Regions from separate parts of the Hordeum vulgare genome. Here region 1 is linked to region 2. The links are chromatin contacts, called in public Hi-C maps. All regions are on one chromosome and are shown on one strand. Each heading gives the region's core, a stretch centred on a gene start, on an enhancer-like site or on the middle of the called end of the contact. The rest is flanking DNA. Distances are from core to core; before and after follow the strand shown. Region 1 holds the start of LOC123434623 (sphingoid long-chain bases kinase 1-like). Region 2 holds the start of LOC123434507 (endonuclease MutS2).

Evidence for each region. Hi-C and Micro-C count contacts between places; a contact is called where the count stands out from the background.
Region 1: a Hi-C map of leaf shows a contact between it and region 2, with 3 times the contacts expected there. The contact joins the promoter of LOC123434623 here to the promoter of LOC123434507 in region 2. A contact is called at or near these places in 2 of 6 Hi-C or Micro-C datasets (leaf and seedling).

What each region holds. Positions count from the first base shown.
Region 1 is chr1H:334,731,855-334,734,554 of MorexV3_pseudomolecules_assembly, forward strand. It overlaps LOC123434623 (sphingoid long-chain bases kinase 1-like), which reads left to right and starts at 1,315. Exons shown (of 9, transcript XM_045115523.1): 1 at 1,315-1,604.
Region 2 is chr1H:333,909,851-333,912,550 of MorexV3_pseudomolecules_assembly, forward strand. It overlaps LOC123434507 (endonuclease MutS2), which reads right to left and starts at 1,347. Exons shown (of 20, transcript XM_045115516.1): 1 at 1,012-1,347; 2 at 778-909. The coding sequence starts at 1,221.

The sequences.
Region 1 (2,700 bases), core at 65-2,564, 820 kb after region 2:
GGCCCGAGATGCCCACCCAACTCAATCTTCATGATGATGGCCTATTCACATAGGCCTGCAGGGGCTATGCTATGTAGCTTAAGTGGGCACTAAATGCATGGCCGGTGCAGTGTTGCAAGGGTCACTTGCCCTTGCGACACGTGTATATGATGCTTGGGGCTCCGTCCTCCAATGTCATCACTGTTGGCATCACTTCCTTTCATGATGATCTCCCGTGGCTGATAGCATCGTGGTAGTTGTGTATCTGTGCATGTCTTCAAGCTGTAAATAATAGCGAGTGGCAAATGAACCCTTTTCCAAGGTTTAATCTAGTACCTTTTTTCCAAATGGGCCCACTTGGAAGGTATTAGGGGTACCCCTGTTTCCAATATTTTGTCAACCACTAGAGGGAGAACAACACAACATATCATCACATTGAACGGTAATCTAGCGACGACTATAAGCACTCGAGCAAGCTGAAGGGGTGCCGCCATCATCACCCCTCACTCGCCAGAGCCGAGCGAAACTTATTGTAATAGAGAGTCGAAAATTCATCGTTAACACCCCATAAGACCAACGCACCCGAATAGCAACCGCCACTCGTGAAGTGAAGCGTAGATCAAAATGATCCAACCTGAAGATACACTGACGTAGACGAACGAATACCGGATCCAAGTGAATCCAACCACCGATCGAATTCTGCGAGATCCACTGGAGATACACCTCCACATGCCCTCCAATAATGCTAGACACACCATCGGGACAAGGGCGGGGAGAACCTTTTTCCACCTTGAGAGAGTCGTCGCCGTCTCGTCTTCCCGAACATGACACAAACCCTAAAAAAACTTGAAGGACATATAAAAACGAAGCCATCCCGCTGACAAGGTCGGGGTCCATCACGCCCCATGGACATAAGACGACGGGAAACGATGTAGATCGACAACGATGACGACGAGAGGCAGAAACCCTAACCACCTTGTTCGCTTGGATAAGAGCCGACGGGGTCACAACAAACCAATTCATATTGAAGCTAAGCTATTTTTTGACTGGAATGCTGAACTCAAGCTTTAAAACATACTCTCTCGATCGCTTTGTCCCAAATTACTTGTCTTAGATTTGCATAGATACAGATACAAATGTACCTAATACATGTCATATACCCACCTCACATTCTTTTATTATTTTTCAGGTTGGTACATATACTAATTACAAACTACAAAGTTTTTCTTTGTAAATATAAACGTACATGCCCTGAAAAAGGTCCAAGTTCCAAAATAAAACACCTACCATTTTTTGTTTCTTTCCGAATCAAATAGCTGCTCCAGGCACCCGGAGTCAAAATCCACCTGCTCCACAGCTCCACGGTTTCCTCTCCACCGTCCTGTACACCATTCTTTCCTCTTCTTCGTCCTCTCCCTAGTCCTGACCTACCCAAGCTCCAACCCGACCTGTGTGCCAGCCCTAGAGCTGCCGCCGTGCCGTAGCTCATAGTCACCCCTCCGCCTCACCCCCGCAACCCCTCCGCCTCTCGCGCGCCTCGCCGCCATCGCCGTTCCCGTTGTACCTCGTCGCGTCCCTGCCGTCTGGACTCCGTCTGCAATTTTGGCCATTGGTTTTTGATTGAGGTATGAGCCTTTTTGCAATCCAGCGATTGGATAAACCTCACTGACCTCCACAAATTCTATGTGCGCCCATCTAGATCCGCCCCTGTTAATGTATGCATGGTCGAATTGGGATAAATTTGAAGTACATAGTTTTATTAGAAGTAAGGCTAAGACGCCCTTCAGTTTCAATCGAGCTAGGAAATTACTGCTAGTGGTCTGGGAAAATCCTTTTTGTTCCCGCTGTGTGGAATTGTGTGTTGGAGCGAGATTTTATCGCAAAGCTGTATGGGTTTATTTTTAAACTAAGCAGGGGATTTTTATTTTATTTTACTTATGAGCTTTGAACTGTGACATTTAGATTTTGGCCGCGGTTGGGTCACTTCAGCTGCCTGTCCTTTACCAGAGCTGTTAGTGACAGCTTTAAAGCTGGAATGGGTCACACTTTGTTAGAAGTTGCTTGGTACCTTCCAATGAAAAGCTTTTGCATTCAGATTGCTCAAGTTAGGTAGACAGAGTTTTTCACCTTTTGTATATTTTTCAATAACCAGCCTATGCTGTACCTAACATGATGTCCACTTAGGTTGCTTTTTAGTCTTTTCCTTAGTGGCTACCCACAATGGAAAGTAACATATAATAGTAACATGCATATGTTACTAGTCTAAGTTACTACCTCCATAGTGGGTAGTAACATAGAAATGTTAACATAGAGATTTTCATTTATTAGCATATAGACTCATCTTGTCTTGGTATGTGTGATGTTACTCATAGTATGAGTAACTAGCTATGTTACTCAATTTGTCCCTCTCCTCATTAATTTGCTGTCACATCATCTTTTTTGATTATGTGGCATCTATGTTACTACCTATGTTACTCCCACTGTGGGTAGTCTTAGGAGCATCCGCCAGCTGTTTGTAGCCTTGGCCTTTCCAGATATGCTGCATGGCTTGCAGTATTATTTTTTATGAATCATGGCACCTCAGGTAGGATTATAAATGTCCAGGCTTCGTTGATCAAACCAGGAGCATGCAAATGGTATTTGATGATTTTTGCTCTTCATGGTCTAGATTATATTACCGAAAAAGGTTTTCGCCCCGCTTTATAAATAAAGCAAACCGCC
Region 2 (2,700 bases), core at 97-2,596:
GAGCATCGTTTGTGGAGCAGCGCTGGAAGATAGAGGCAGGAGGTGGAGCGTCTTCGTCCTGCACGGAGCTTCGGTGGTGATGTCAGGTCATGCCCGGCCGACATGTGCTACGCTTTGTCATGCCTGTTCGGCAGGTGCTACGCACGACAGATCTTACATAGTCTTTGCGTCTGGATGGATGAGCGCAGGGAGGTGGCACCGTTGGGCGACGTGGTGGCGTCGACGGATGGCCGGACTGGCATGGATGATGCAGATTTCTCTCCTGAAGATGGGTCAGCGGTTCGATGATGATGACGGCTTCTAAAACGTGTGCGTGTGGTGTACGCTTTAGGTCTGCTGCACCGGCTGTTAGTTCCGATACGTTATGTGAATGGATCGGCGACGACATCGGTTTTAGATACGTGAAGTGAGAGCACTCCACATTATCGCGTTTTGTAGGTGTGAGTGGGGGCTTCAGGTGGCTTGATGTATGTTCTTGTCAGACCTTTGTTGAATAAGTAATAAAGATGGCTGTATGCATCGATTGATGCAGAAGCCGGGGGTCTTAACCTCCTTTTCCAAAAAAAAAATGTTGTATAAGTTCAATTTGATTGTAACTCTACTAAAGTCAGTACACATGAATTCCTTAGCATATTACCAATTTACCATAGTATTAGTGTATTGCCCCCTCTGTCTCTGATCAAACACACAAAGCGTGTCTACACACAGCCGATTTAGAAAAAAAAGTTAAAACATCTTAAAATGGTGAACGGGGGAGTACCAAACATGGGTCCTCACCGCGACGGTATCCAGCCCGGAGAAATCCAATGCCCCACCGGAGCTGCCAAGCAGCCGCACCGCCGCCTCGGTCTCCCGGAGAAGCTTCCGGCTCCGCTCATAGCTCACGTCCTCCACGCCCCACAGCTGCTTCTGCACGACCACGCCGCGCGTCAGAGGCGAAGCCCGTGCATCATGAGCGATCAGGCAATGGAAGGGTTGGAGCCCCAGGGACCTATATATAGACTTAAATACCTCGGTGGCTTCGCGGCCGTGCACGGTGCCGGCGAACGAAGCGACGGCGCGGCAAACCTTGCCCCACTCGAGGAGGCGGAGGCTGCGGGCGGAAGGCGAGGCGGAGGCGGCGACGACGAGGGCGCGTAGGCGGCGCGGGCGGGGCTGGGAGACGGATGGGGAGAGAGAAGGAGGGTAGTGGAGGGAGATAGAGGCGGAGAGGCGAAGCATGGAGGAGCCGTGGAGGAGAGCAGTGGCGGGGAGGGGCAAACGGCGCCGGTGTGTTCGGATAGAACTGGGCTGCAGGGGCGTGGGCGAACGCACGGCCGAAGGTTTTTCCGCGGCTAGCCAGACCTGCACTACAGCCTTCGGAGTTCGGCTTGTTGTACACGGATTTGAACGGTTTGCGCTTGCGCGTTGCCAATTCCATTCTTAGGGGGTGTTCGTTTCCAGAAACTTTTTGGTGCATGACTAAAAAAAGTTTAAAAAAATCCCATGTGAAACAAATAGGAGGGACTTTTAGGGACTAAAAAGGGGTATTTGGGACTATTTGGAGAAGTCCCGATGAGAGGGTCTTTTTGGGACTTTTTTGTCACTTTTTCCAACAATGCCCCTACTTTTAGCATGTCATTTAATAACTACTACATTACTAAGGGTAACATGGTCTTTTTGCATGTCATTTAATGACCTCTAGTCCCTATTTAGTCCCTGAAAACAAACAGGTAGGGACTAGGGACTTTTAAGTTGCGACTAAAAAAAGTCCCGGGACTTCTGAAATAAACAGGGCCTTAGGTTGTTGTAATGGAGATTTCATATACTAATATTATATATACTAGCCAAATATGCCCGGCGTTGTAACGGAAGATAAAATATTATGCCCTAGCCAAATAAGTATGGTTCAATACCTTGATGTATGAACGTTCTCTTTTTTCTTTAACACGGTAGCTCATCATGTTGACACTTATTTATTTATTCAATCATCTTTAATGATGTTCGGCGTGTCCATGTAATCACAATGCATTTGATGTAGTAAATCTTAAGGTTATAAGCTTGTCACTGCACGCCACACTTGTTATTATGTAGCATAATGGAATGTTTAAAACTTTAACAACTAATCTCGTCGATCACAAACTACTCCCAATTCCTAGGCATATAAGCACTTCTCAAAAACCAATTAAAACCTAAACCTAAAAAACTTAACCGTTCAAATTCTAGAGCTATTTAGATCAATTTTATGAAAAACCACTAAAATAGACCACGTGACAGTATGAAAATAATAATCATTATTAACATAATTTCAAATAATATGAAAATCAATATTAAGCCACTGGTACATAAATCTCATGTCAACAATTTAGTGTCCATCGCTTTTGGCAAATGAACCGCTTTTTGCCTGGTTTTTATTCTTATTATCTTACATTTTTATCTTTTCTTTTTGGTTTCACATTTTCTCTTAGTTTTCTATTTACCTTTTTATTTATTTCTTTTTCATTTTTCCTAAGATCTTCCAAATTTTGGAATATTTTCTGAATACTAAACATCATTTTTGAAATAATGAACATTATTAGATATCGTAAACATTTTTAAAATTCATGATTTTTTTACAAAGTCCTAAATTTCTGAATAATAAACATTGTATGATTTCATGAACAGTTTTTTAGAACTCACGTCTTTTAAAATTTGGATTTTTAGGAAATTATGAATTAATTT